Linked DNA regions of Mus musculus: regions 2, 3 and 4 are each linked to region 1. Evidence: chromatin contacts called from public HiCAR-type, HiChIP or PLAC-seq and promoter capture Hi-C data. All regions are on one chromosome and are shown on one strand. Each heading gives the region's core, a stretch centred on a gene start, on an enhancer-like site or on the middle of the called end of the contact. The rest is flanking DNA. Distances are from core to core; before and after follow the strand shown. Region 1 holds the start of Dazl (deleted in azoospermia-like). Region 2 overlaps Tbc1d5 (TBC1 domain family, member 5). Region 3 holds the start of Daam2 (dishevelled associated activator of morphogenesis 2). Region 4 overlaps Tbc1d5 (TBC1 domain family, member 5).

Region 1 (3,361 bases), core at 45-2,544:
GAAATGTAATTAAATCACTATGCTAAGCAAATTCCCATGTATGCTACAAATACTGGCCAATAGATAAAAATCTGCAGTTATCAAATGTTTAACCCTAATGTAGTGAGAAAACGGTCCAATATTGTGCGATTTAAATTATTGTGATAGACAAGTACCTATTTCACATTATAAATGCTTAATTTGAATTCCAACTTAAGTTAACATCGGTCATAAGTAGTATAAATTTCTTCCTTTACCTCTAAAATGGAAAAAAATTTTAAACGAACATGCAACATCTAACGGATTTGTGATTAAATGGCTATCAACGTTTGTTTTCAGTAGCCCAAGCTAGCCTGGCAACGCCTCAGTCAGTCTGCTGGCGGCGGCAGCGGCGATTACAGCAGAGCTGTCCGGTCCCGCTTTCCCCGACCCCCGCCCGGCTCAGGCCTCTGGCTCCTCCCCCAGCCCACGCAAGCCAAGCTCCCGCAAAGCCGCCTCCACCCCACCCACAGTCACCAGGCGACAGGGCCCGCCCTCAGCCTCCCGATAACCACGCCCTCCGGGTCCTTTCCACGCCGCGGCCAAGCCGCCAGGCCGCAGGACCCGGCGCGGCCAGCCTAGGCGCCACCTGGCGGAGGCGCCCGCGCTGCGGCGCTCCGACCCGGAAGCCCGGGCGCTCGTGCGGAGGAGCTGGGCCGCGGGGTGGGGGCTGGGCCGCGGCAGGCCTCGCCTAAGGCCTGCTCCTACGGGCACCGCGGCCCAAAGGCGGGAAAGAGCCGTCACGTGACGCCCAGGCCGTGCACGTGGCCCACCCCGGGGCTGCCCGAGGTCCCCAGGGCTGCCCGCCATCTCCCCGCAACCCCTCAGTGCTGGTGTAGGCCGCAAAGGCAGCAAGGCCGCCACTCTTGTCCTCCAGGCCTCACCCTGGGGGCTGTCCGGTGGGGGAGGAACCCAGAACCGGAAATATGAAAGGACCCTCTTTATGCCCTCTCCCCACTTCTCTGTGCTACACCAGAAAAGGCCGATTTTTAAACCTCCGCGTAAGGAATCGCGGCCTCCGGCTGGTCTTGCACTGCCACCCCGGGGCCTGCCCTCGACTCACCATGATGGCGGCCAGAGTTCGGGTGGTAAAACCTCGAAGGTGGAGCAGAAGCCACGCGACGGGGCAGCTACGTGAGGTGGCTGCCTAGCCGGCCAACGGGCAAAAAAAAGCCGAGGCGGTGGTGGAAAGAGAGCCCACGGCCACGGAGACAGCGGAGTCCCGAAGCGAGCGTGCTGAGGGTCGCCGAGTCACTGAGGCGTGGGCTGCGCGCCCCGGGGGGATGACTGTGCGTGGCTGGCCTCGTGACGTGCTACAGCCAATAGGCGGCAGCGCTAGGGCCTCGCAAGGGGGGCCAGGGGACCCACGTCGCCCACGGAGTGCGTGAGGGGTGCGCATGGAGCATGCGCGACATCTACGTAAGGGTCTCGGCTGCCGAGCAGGCCCGAGCCTCACTGACAGACAGATGGACCGACTCCTGCCACTCCCTAGCCCCCCCAGGACCGTGTCCGAAGCCCCTGTGAAATAAGTCCTGGGCAGGACGGTGCTCAGAGTTCTGTCAGGAAAGCATTTATTCAAGTCATTACCTCAAAAATGGCACCTCGAAGGCATGGCGTTATCCCGTCAGCAAAGCTTGGCGGCCGAATTTAAAATTTACAAAATGCCCGCAGAAATAGAAATTAATAACGGGCGGCACGACTAGAGAGCAGGCCTTGCCTGGCCGGGCCCCTTCACCCTCTTTTTCAGCCACATTGAGAAGGTTGAGTCCGGGTGCATGTGGAAGGCGCACCTCATGCCTCACGGGCCGGCCCGTCAGCCATCAGGACTTAGTTTTTTTCTTCCGTTTTTTTTCTCCCCCCCCCCCGCCCCTTCAAATAAATGCCCGAATTATCCGGTACAAAGGACACAGCAGTGACCAGACCACACGAGAGAATATCCCTCCCTTCGTGGAATTTAGGTTGCAGTGTGAGCGTTTCTCTTGTAGGCTTTACAGAAACAAGCTAGGCCAGCTGAGAGAATTCTAGAACATTCTCAAGGCCAGAGAAACGGGGCCTACCTACCTACAGCAGAGCCGAGCTGTAGGGTGCTTGGTGGAGATAACCTTACGGCAGAACCACCTAGTACTTATACCGTCCTGACTACCTTTTGTACAGATGATAAGTATTACAGCTTTTTTTTTTTTTAAAGCTGGCAAAACAGCTTAAGATTGCCACTAACCATGCAGCAATGATGGAGAAAATAGTATTAAAATAATAAATAAAAATAAAACAAATAAGGGTAGATTGCACCTATTTGAAAGGGGGGAAATTCCAAAATTCTGAAACTAAAATTAAGCTCGAAACTACAGCGGTGAAGATCCGATTCTCCACTGGCCTTCGGTAGGTGGCTACATGGTGGTGTGAACAGTCTAACAAAGGGCCTGGACTGTCCTCATTTTAGTGTAGAGAAGAAAAAAACCCACTACAGACAGCTGGAATGGTTGGTTAATGAGCAGCGGAGAGATGGCTCTAAACTCTGTAGCTCCAGGCCTTCCTGCGTTGGCTGGATGGGGAAAGCTGAAGCGGTGCAGCCCGATTTGGAGCTGAGCACCTTGCAGCACACCGGTGTTCTGGCAAGGCATCATCCTGAGGAAAAGCACGGACGTGAGGGGACGGGGAGCACCGTGCAGACTAGAGCAAACCCAAAACCATCTAACTCTCATTGGTGTTTGACCTTCCATTCCTGCGCTCTCCAAGTTTGGCGTTTATAGTTATGACATGTTTGTTACTGGAATCTCGAAAGGAAGAGCCAGGTTTTCCCAGTTCACTATCCCCTTCCCTGCAAAAGATTCTTAGGCAAGGCGTTTAAACGCTTGAAAAACGAAACAAAGGCCAATCTGCAGAGACAATAGGGGTCCTCTCAGAAAAGGACTTTTCAAAGAAAATCCTCCTGGAAGTGGGGTCTAGAGACAGCAGTCTCCTAATCCCAGCTGCTTAGGAGGAGAGGCTGAGGCAAAGGAAACTAAAAGTTCAAGGCTGCCCTGACAGTTTAATGACACTGTCTCAACATAAAAAGAAGAGAGGACTGTGCAGAGGGTGCCACACAGGGCAGAGCGCCTGCCTAGCATGTGTGGGAAGGATGTCCTGGCTTTAATTCCCCGCACACTCTCTCTGTCTCTGTCTCTCTGTCTCTTTGTCTCTCTGTCTCTCTGTCTATCTGTCTCTCTCTCTCTCTCTAACACACACACACACACATTCCAAAAGATTATAAAGCATTTACGGTGAATAGGAATGGCCTGTTTGGATTGTATGAACATTTTATTTTTCTGACTCTTGTCTTTGGTCTTTCAAGACAGGCTTGCTC
Region 2 (3,219 bases), core at 543-3,042, 600 kb after region 1:
GTGAGTCCATGGGTTTGAACAATTATTTTTTGAAGCTTCATTATTCCCATAGAGCAATGAAAGTAGGCCAATGTGAGAAAGAACAGCCTGGGTTCAGAGTGGTTAAAAATGTGGCCACATGGAGTAGAAGTTCTTTCTAGTGGATTTCCAGAACACACCAATGTGGTGTGTTAGGTTGGAGACCCAAGTTCAGATCTCAGAGGATCAAAGGCTGGAGATACATCTTTTAAAGCTAGGAATCTAGAGACAACACTTAAAAGGCACAGCACTACATAGCTCATAGGAGGATAGAGAAGAGGCCTAAGAACTTAGTGGTAGGACATGCTAGCATTTACAATCAATGAACAATGAGCAAAGAGATTGAGAGAAAACAGTCAGAGAAAACCACAATGGTGTGTCTGGACATCCAGTAGAAAGAATATCTTAGAAAAGATAGAGTCAGTGGTACCGGAGATAAAAGACCCATAAACAAATAAAACATTACCATCCTGTGTAGAATATTAGATAAATGCTGGTAGGTGGCATGGGGTGGGGAGGGATCAGGAGGTGACAGACTGAGAAGAGTGTATTTTAGAGAGTGGAAGTTGTAGTGTTGCACAATGAAAATATGTAAGAAACAGGACACAACTAATATGAACATCAGGCAAAGAGGGGCAATGTTTGTTTCTCTGGTATGTGTACCTATAGTATATACTTATATACATGTAATTTTGAACAAGTGAAGAGAAGGACACAGTGTTCAGGCTGCTCTACAAGGTATGAAAAACAATGACCAATATGAAACTAAGAACATAGTCTCAGTTAAAAAATAATAACTAACAACAAAAGCTATTACCATTAATTTTATGAACACTGTTGGGTGAGGAAGATGGGTCAGTGGGTAAAAGAGCATGATGACCCACATCTGATTCATTAACTAACATAAAAATCTAGGTGCAGCAGCATGCATCAGTAATGCTTCCTACAATCCTATAGGAAGATAGGAGGCAGAGATAGGAGAATCACCTCAAAGCTTATGAGCCAGACAGCCTGCAGCAACTGGCACAGCAGCAGAAAGCTCTGCTTCAGAGATCCTCTGACCTCCACATGTGCATCATAGTGTATAGACAGCCTCTGCCCCGAACCCCAAAATTAAAATGTAAAAAAGATCAACATTGTATGTGATTTAAAAGTTAACCATGAACATAGATTTGTAGATTAAAAAAAAAAACCATACAAAATTTTCAAGTGGTCTCATTTTTTCTTTTCCATTACATTTATTTATTTATTTATTTATTTATTTATTTATTTATTTATTATTTTGTATGTGTATATAAGTTCATGGAATAAATACATTTGGGAATCAAAGGGCGATTTTTAGGATTTAGCTTTTTCTTTCCACCATCTCTCAAGAGATCACACTCCTACCATCAGGCCGAGTGATAAGCACCTTCTCCCACTGAGCCACCTTGTTGGCCCCTAAAGGCCTTCTTGAACCTCTAAAGGAATAGTCAATTTCATAGCAGCAATATAAAAAAAAAAAGGTCTAGTTTGGTTAAAGCTAACATAGTAATGATAGCTTAGATTTAATATTATTACAATATATCAAATTCTAGCAAACAACAAATGAAATGTTTTATACAAACTAAAATTAATACTGTAGAGAAGAAATTAATACTGTAGGATGACCTGGAAGTAGTTACATAGGCACACTTTTGAGTAGGGCATGGTATTTATGAAGAGCCAGGGTGCATGTTAAAAGGCATTAGGGAGATGAAAGATATTGCGAAACATACTGAGGAAGTGGTAAAGAAGACCTTTTCTATGTTCTTAGTGATGCAAGTAGCAAGAGAATTGCAGTAGGAGTTGGGGACAAGAGCTGAGCATTTAAGAAGGAAAGCAATACTGAAGGGTTGTGACACAGGGCTGGCATCTCCTTGATGTCAGAAAAAGTGAGTCAGTAAGCATAGTTGTCCAAAACCCTTTTAGCATTTGTGTGTGTATTCTGTGTTTGTTCATGTGTGGGGGGCACTGTGTATACATGGAGACAAATAACCGATGCAGGTATCTTCCCTAATTGCTTTTCATCTCAGCCACTGAAGTACACCATTTGCTAAATCCAGAGCTCACCATTCATGCTAGTCTAGCTAACAGGATTGCTCTGGAGATTCTGTCTCTGCTCTCCATGTCCTGGGATGCCAGGAGGACTACCATGCCTCCCTCCCTGGCTTTTAGGTGGCTGCTGGGAGGCTGATAACTGGTGAACATTAGTGTAGTAAATGACGAAGGGAAAATCAGGGGATGAAGGAAAGAGAAGTCATGTTGTGAAGGGATGACAGCAAAGGGAGTGAGCAAGACAAGGCAAAGGGTATCGTTCTGATGCGAGAGGGTTCTGAGCTGCTATAGGAACTGGAAATTTAAGGATGCCAAATGACCTTGAGAGTTTGTTATTAAAAGTCCATGTCAAGGAATAACTGCAGTGACAGAACTAATACTACCTATTCCATAAAGAACACCCACTTCATGAACAGCTGGAAAATCGAGGAATCCTGTATTATCACCTAAATTGTTATAGAAATCGAAATTGGGTCCTTCGGTATAGCTTAGTGGTTAAGTGGTATGGCATGCACAAGGCCTTGGAACCAAAACCAAATCAAGACAATGCCTCAAAGACATGCCCATAGCTAATCTGATGGAAGCAGTTTCCTCTACTGAGATTTCTTCTTCCCAGCTGTCTCAAATTGACAAGCAAGATTAGTCATCACAATGGATTTTATAATGTTGCAGTATTATACCAAGTATTAAATCAAAGCTAAGAAACTGGAGCTGAGAACAGATTTAAGCTTCCCAACAGATCTAAGAATAAACATTACAATCAATTTGGAGCTGGTGGCTACAGGTAAAATACTGAAAAAGTCAGCTTAGAAATGATACTAAAATCAATTAGTGTAAAACCAATTATTCAGGTAACCTTTTAATTAAAATAAGATGATAAATATTTAAATCTAGCTTAGGCATTAAAATACTGAGTGTACTAATCTAAAAGAATGAAAAACAATTACTTCTTATAAAAACATTAAAAGTCGCGTAAATATAATTTTGATTTTATTAATGGTCTGACTTTACCAAAAGGGCCTTAGTAAGGTACAGATAAGCAGAGTGTAGTAATATGAGGCCTGCAGTCCAAGCAGCTGGAAAGCTTAAGCAGAGGACTATGCATCTGTAACCAGCTTGGACCAC
Region 3 (3,128 bases), core at 532-3,031, 730 kb before region 1:
CTCTTCTTCCCTGTCTCACATCACCACCACGCACACACTTCATGGCATGGCTGCCTGCTCAGTCGTTTCCGGTACTTCCCAGGGGGTCAATTTGTATAATTTTTAAAATCCTCCCCAAATCTCAACTTCCTGTGGTTCTGTTTTTATTTCCAGATTTCCTTCCTTCCCGTGGTCTGTTCATTCTCTCTCTCTCTCTCTCTCTCTCTCTCTCTCTCTCTCTCTCTCTCTCTCTCTCTCTCCCCACACCCCCCACCATAGGGTGAGTCCAGGCTTCCTCCCTCCCATCTAAACACTGTTAGTTGGCTCTACTGCAAGATGTAAAACCAGAGACTTCAGAGACAGCATGGCTGCCAATCCAGGCTCTCTCTCCGTCACTTGTTTGTCATCCCTGCTACAGACACATGCACAGGACTGTACACTGTGTATTCTCTGGTTGGTGGACCCCTGTGGCCACCCCCCCAAAACAACCCTGCACAACTTCATTCTCTCCTGAGAAACAGATGCCACACAGAGAAGGACAACACAAAACTGGAAAAGCTCTTGAGAGTCAGAAAAGTGACTTCCGTGCCCCTGGGGACTTCCAGACAACCCCCCTGGGGTGGGGGGAGGACGCTGCCCTCCCCCCATCCCAGGAACTGGCCACACACTCCCCAGGGCTGCAGAGAAGCAGCCAAGGCAGAGAGAGAGAAGGGTTAAACCAAGCCCAGACTCCAGCAATCTGTGTTCAATTTTGATAAAAATCTCTCTTGCTCTCCCCTACCGCCCCCTCCCTCTGCCCACAGCTCAAACAAGTCTCTTTATGTTACCAGTATACATTTTGTTTTGGGTGTTGCAGCCCGTGTCCCTCCCAGAGAACCTGAAGTTAGCCCACTATGGGCACATGGGGCAGAAACATCCAACCCTGCTCCTGACACAGAGCTGGACACAGGACTATAGCAGCCAGCAGCACTATCATCTCCTCCTCCTCTCCTCCCTTCTCCTCCATCATATTCCTCCTGCCCTCCCTTCTCCTCCTCCTCCTTCTCTCCCACCCTGTTACCTGTGGCCACACTAAATCCTTTCTGCGTTGTTAGAATCCCAGTGCATCGAAGGTTAGACCCCAACATAGCAAGAGTTTGGACTGTCCCACAGGTGCCAAGGGCCACAGCCTGGGGATTCTCTCTCCCTGATCTCCCTGATGCTTCTCGGCATGCCCAAGGTCCCGCTATCTGAAGAACAAGAGCCACTCCACTAGGCTGCCCATCCTCCTTGTTAAGGCCCTGCCTACAAGTGGGAGCTGTCGGCTTGGAAAGACTTCAGTCCACCTAACAGAACGCACACACCGAAATGGGCAAAGTAGCCACCGAAGAAGTTGTCAGCATCTGGGAGCGGGGTGCTATCTATGTCGTTTCGCTCAAGCCATCAGGAGTCTAATTGCAAAGCCGCTAAAAAGTTTTCCAAAGTTTTCCGAAGCCGTGTACAGTGAGTGGCCCGATGCACACACTCCTCACTCCACCCCCTCTGCACGCACACACAGCCCACTCCAGGATCGGAGTCTCTGCAAACATTTTCCAGAACAAAACAGGCAGCTGCTGGAGGGGCTGCCTTTCCGACGCCAACGCAACAGGGAAAAGTAAAGCGGCAGAAAAGTGTCCTGATGTCTCCCCGCGCCTAAGTCTCCAGTGCTGCACCTACCCTGAGGCCCGCATGGCACGGTGAGGCTGCTGCTGTCCCGGCTTCCCGCAGGCACCGCGCTCCGCTTGCTCAGCTCAGTCCTTGGCTGCTCAGGACTCCGGAGAAAGCAGGCTGTTCCCTCCCGGCCGGCCTCGCGCCGCCGCCCGCCCCGCTCTGACGTCAGGCGTCTTGGAGCTAGGGATATTTATGGCTAGGAGAGACTCTGGCTTTTTCCCCTAGGTGCTGATCCGATGGCAGCAACTTGGGAGTTGATTTGCAGTTTTCACGCTGGGAACTGACTGGGACAGAGACAGCCACCGGTACACAGCAGGACCAGCAGGACTGGGGCCCGCTCTTTCTCACTTTGGCATCCAGCCCTTCTTGGGGGCTGCCTCTTTTTGGAAGCATATCAGGGTCAAAGAGGCTAAAAGTGGCCATCTAAGCAGAAGCCTCCCCTCCTCTGGCCAACTAGCAGAGGACCATGTGGGGAGCCAACTATCAGGCTGGAAAGCAGGGTGCCTTCGCTGGTCAGTGTATGCCTGGAAGGTGTTGGCAAGAGAGATAAGCCAGCAGCACAGAGCAACCACTAATTAGAAGGCTTGCACCACACCCTAACAACTTTTCCACTTCTTCTTTGGGAATTCATAGGGTTTTTTATAAAATTTATTTTTATTAAATTATGTTCCACACTCCTTGCCTCTTTGTATGCTTTTTCCAACTCAGAGCTGGCCAGTTCATCCGACCCTATTGCTTATACACGTAGTTCACGCCATATACAATAGCTTATTCATCCTCCAAAAGCTTGCATTTAGTGTTTTAAAATGTGGGGTTGTGGGTCTCGTTGGCCAAACCGGAAATGGTGTCAGTTAAGAGCAGCTGTCTCTATAACCCACAGTACCTTGCATGCCTATTTATTGTGTACCCTGCCCACACCCAGATGTCCCCCTTTCCAACTATTTATTGTCAATATTGGCAGCCACGTAGCAAGTCCTACATAAAAGCAATCTATTATTGTTATTATTGTTAAGAGAGGGGGAGTGGAAAATTATTTAGGTGTAGGAGACATATGGTTGACTTATTTACTGACCATCTGCAGTGAACCATCTCCTTTCTGAATTATCCCACAAGCAAACTTTATTGTGCCATCATAAAGAAACATGGGATGGGTTGAGCAAAACAGGAAAGGAAACCGAAGGAAAGGGAATGGTCTCATTAGCACCGGCCCCCTGAAGCAGTTGGGAGTGTGTGTCTGCAAGACACAAACCACTGAGAGACATCTCTCCAGACAAAATGAGGAGCGGGATACATTGAAAGATGGGCAGATCTGAGAGCTGACTGGCAAGGTTCTTCAACTGGTCAAGGTACTGGTGGACAAGCCTGAAGACCTCAGCTGATTCCCAGAGCCTGCCTACATGGTGGAAAGAGAGAGACATAACTGCTGCTCGATGTCTTCTGACCTCCACAGGCATGTGGTG
Region 4 (3,444 bases), core at 16-2,515, 700 kb after region 1:
ATCAAAGTAATTGGTTATTGATTTTATACAAACTAACAAATTAGAAGGTATCTAGAAAAATGTTAAGTATGCCCTAATTAATAAATGCATTTTCTAATTCAAGTTTGCATTCATGCAACTGGACCAATGTGTTAACTTTCCTAGGATTTTAAAATTCAATGGCAAGGCAATTGTTAAACACTTCTAGAACTGATCTTACAGAAAACAGAAAGCAAGAAAAATATATTTGAATAAGGAGTTTCATTAGGCTGCCTCAATACAGGCCTTTCCTACTATAAAAGGGCAAGATAGTACAGAGTTTCCTCTACCTTGTATTCTTGCTGAGTCCATTTCAGATTTAACTATAATTTGATCTCTTTGATGGAGAAACCTGTGGAAAATTACTTAAATGATTCTAAAAAACTAAGGTCAAGATGCCCCAGCTAATTTATCTGGGCTTCTGTTACACTACCTGCTTGAGCAAAACGTTATTTATTGTTTTATTAAAACTCCAGTTTATTGTGTATTATAGCTTCTGCCAAACTGCTTGCTTGCACAAAATATCCACCTATAACTGCCAGATGAGATACAGGATAGGGTTTTGCCTTTAAAAGCACTTTGATCTAAATGTCCGATACTACATTTAGGTACAGAATATCTAAGTGTACTCCCAACTAACAGGAATTGACTTTTAACTGACTGTGGGCTATGACATAACTGGTGGACTCCCTGAAGCATTTTAGAGGTTCAGGTTGTGCCCATGCCCCAGTGAGAGCCTTAGAGACTGGATCCCAAAACTGATGGTACCCACAGGAGTAGGAAGGAATACTCTGGCTATAGAGGAGTCCTAGAGGGTATGTACCTTGATTTATCCCAGGCGCTGGGGAAAACCTCTCCCAACAATCACTGTCTAGTACTCTAGAAGCATCTGAATCCAGTTCCCCAAAAGACAAAAGTCATCTGATTCGGATGACTCCAAAGGTTAAGTGTCATCTGCAGGAGGTGACATCTAGGTAGGACACAAGAGGAGAAGACATACAGGAGCATAGATTCTGCATCACAGAACTCACCTGGCCTGTTCAGATACATGAGTGTATGGTAGCCACCCCTGGCTGACTTTACTATGTGTCTCTCAGTATGAGAGATGTGTGTCTATTTCACTTTGTGTGTTTTTGTCAGTTATATTGGTTGGAGAAACAGATCTAAAATGGGGAAGTAGTGAGTCATTGCAAGACTGTAGCCATTACTATCTCTGAGACAGCACATGACTTCCTGAAGGCTCACAGGCCACAGTGGGCTGACCACCCATGCTGCAATATCCTGCTTTCCAGGGGTGAAAGTGGCTGCACAGCAGCTGGCTACTGCCTTTTGCTATGATTACACCAGCAGCTCCCAAGTGTTGCAGCCACCAGTTTCCCTGTAGTAAACAATCGTTCTCTTGTAAAAAGTACTTCCATTCTGGCTTACAACCTGTGCTCTTGTGGTATTGACTCTAAATTACATTTGTCTTGGCCAGGGCACTCAGAGGAAGTCAAAACCTCTGCCTGTTCTCTCAGCCATTCTAGAAGAAATTGATCTATCTCTTCCTGACTGTTTGGTTCTGTCTTACTTAGGTGAATACTGCTCTAGGTGAAAAAAGGTCCTGTTCCCTGTGTGGAAGAGGGCAACAGCCCAGCCTCTCATCCAAGAGAACCCCTGCAGTCTAATCCTAGAGGCTTAAGCAGCTCTGTGTGCCCTGTAAAGTGTTCTAGTCACACTGGGGTAATCTGAGTAATGTGAGTAGTGACTGGGGTGGAAGTTCCACTCATTCATGGTTTATGTCTCCTTCTCTATCAGTGACTTGTATAACTGGAAGACTTAAAACCATTCTGTTTCAGAATCTTTAACTATAGGCTCTTTAACTATACATATAGGCAAATGTGGATGATTGCAGGCAGATCCTGACCACACTGTTTACAGGGTTTATAGTAGTTTTAGTACTGGTTATGTTTTTGTAAAAGACTTATGGCTTACAATTGTGTATGATTTGGTAGCTATGGTAGTGAAAAGCCTTATAACATTCTACAGAATATAACTAGAGAAGTATAGCTTCTGATAAGGAACCCGAATGACATTTTTGAGATGCTAGGATATTACCCATAGCACAAACAGAATGGATTTCGCATGTCTGACCTAAAGGTCATTTCTTCAGTACACCATATGCTTAGCTTGGGTATAAAGGGTTTATTGGCATGAACTCCCTGACTTATATCTCCAAACATGGGATCAAACCAGACCAACCAGGGTGATCATTCCCCAGCATTGAAGGACTATGGAAAACAAAGCACTAGACTTTGTCTTCAGAAAATACTATTCAGAAGCAAGGGGCTTGGGGGGGGGGGGATTGTTGGAAGAACTGATATAAAGTCACAGAAGTCATGGTGTGCTTTCCTGTGAGTTGTAAAGCTAAAAGAAGAGGTTCATAAATTTGTGGCCAGCCTAGGCATTTTGAAAAGACCCTCTCAAAACAACAAGATGAAACTGCCTGAGCCAACCTTTCTAAAAGTAACAAAAGACCAAGAGCTTATGAAAATGGGTTGCATGCATTGCTGCCCCACATTAAGAAAACATGTTCTAATTTTACTCCCTATTTGCATTATATTTGTTTCCAATATAGACATGTTGCACCTCAAGAGTGAGATGCTAAGACAGAAAGTAGGAAACTGTAACCAGTCTAACAGAAATGGAGATATCTTAAAGAGACGCTTGAGTCAACTTGACTATCAAGACTACTGAAACAATGGGCCTCAAACAAATTGGAATTTTCTCAGGAAATTTAATGTTACATAAAGGAAAAGGCAGCAACCAAAAGAGGACCTTTGTTTCCAGGAAAGAGTTTTCTCACAACCCTAACAACCTGTAGATCACCCAATAGGGTGAGACTGGGGATCCGATAGTGGTGGATGGAGCACACCCTGAGTGGGACTGCTTACTTGTGCATATCCTTGGTCCTCTCTTTAAATGTGATCTCCCTTCAGGACACTGAAGACAAACTTGAAACATTTTCTAGATTTTTGTCCCTCTTCCCAATGTGGCCACAGTGAATAAATCTCCTTTCATGAATTCCATATTTAATATGGCTTTTTAAAGTTGACTTATTGAAGATGGGTGGGCAGATCTGACTTGGAGCACAAGTTGTGAGCCCAAGTATAATAAAAATGTTACAGCTAAAACATTAAATATATGGAACAACAACAACAAAAAAAGTATAGTAAAAGCTATAAAAGAAAAGGACTAAGTCATACCCAAAGCATAGAAGGACTAGGAGGTAGACAGACTACCTAGTTAGCAGACATGTAGGGAGGGGGCCATGCCTGGGTAGGAGAATTCCGAGATGGCCAGCTTCTTCCTCACCCTTCTGACTTGAGACAAAAGCCTGAAAGCTTAAAACAAAGGCTTTGCAATCTTTTGTTACACACTAGCTGC

The links. Promoter capture Hi-C pulls out the DNA fragments that hold promoters and counts their contacts. HiCAR-type assays count read pairs that join an accessible place to other places. HiChIP or PLAC-seq counts read pairs in DNA pulled down with a chosen protein or histone mark.
Region 2: a promoter capture Hi-C map of neutrophils shows a contact between it and region 1, with 4 times the contacts expected there. The contact joins the enhancer-like site here to the promoter of Dazl in region 1. A contact is called at or near these places in 10 of 39 promoter capture datasets (HPC-7-derived erythroid cells, frontonasal cranial neural crest, hematopoietic stem and progenitor cells and 6 more) and 2 of 9 other capture datasets (adipose tissue and pancreatic islet).
Region 3: a HiCAR-type map of astrocytes shows a contact between it and region 1, with 2.2 times the contacts expected there. The contact joins the promoter of Daam2 here to the promoter of Dazl in region 1. A contact is called at or near these places in 2 of 115 datasets of contacts at active chromatin or transcription factors (astrocytes and embryonic stem cells).
Region 4: a contact with region 1 is called in an H3K4me3 HiChIP or PLAC-seq map of bone marrow-derived macrophages, with 7 times the contacts expected there. The contact joins the enhancer-like site here to the promoter of Dazl in region 1. A contact is called at or near these places in 4 of 39 promoter capture datasets (the 3T3-L1 cell line, liver and pre-B cells), 1 of 484 Hi-C or Micro-C datasets (embryonic stem cells), 2 of 115 datasets of contacts at active chromatin or transcription factors (bone marrow-derived macrophages and microglia) and 3 of 9 other capture datasets (adipose tissue, liver and pancreatic islet).

Annotation. Positions count from the first base shown.
Region 1 is chr17:50,292,326-50,295,686 of GRCm38.p6, forward strand. Dazl (deleted in azoospermia-like) reads right to left here and starts at 1,295. Exons shown (of 11, transcript NM_010021.5): 1 at 1,082-1,295. The coding sequence starts at 1,084.
Region 2 is chr17:50,887,864-50,891,082 of GRCm38.p6, forward strand. The region is part of intron 13 of Tbc1d5 (TBC1 domain family, member 5); the gene reads right to left. The region is part of intron 2 of Gm31083 (a long non-coding RNA gene); the gene reads left to right. Among named protein-coding and RNA genes, the nearest start is that of Gm31083, 9.5 kb to the left of the region's middle. Within about 2 kb of position 1,793, at least 19 of the 459 cell types and tissues checked have an H3K27ac peak or open chromatin away from gene starts, as enhancers often do. A contact at or near this core is called in neutrophils, where this site is marked.
Region 3 is chr17:49,562,529-49,565,656 of GRCm38.p6, forward strand. Daam2 (dishevelled associated activator of morphogenesis 2) reads right to left here and starts at 1,782. Exons shown (of 25, transcript NM_001379372.1): 1 at 1,675-1,782.
Region 4 is chr17:50,992,551-50,995,994 of GRCm38.p6, forward strand. The region is part of intron 3 of Tbc1d5 (TBC1 domain family, member 5); the gene reads right to left. Among named protein-coding and RNA genes, the nearest start is that of Gm31083, 110 kb to the left of the region's middle. Within about 2 kb of position 1,266, at least 121 of the 459 cell types and tissues checked have an H3K27ac peak or open chromatin away from gene starts, as enhancers often do. A contact at or near this core is called in adipose tissue, bone marrow-derived macrophages, liver and 2 more, where this site is marked.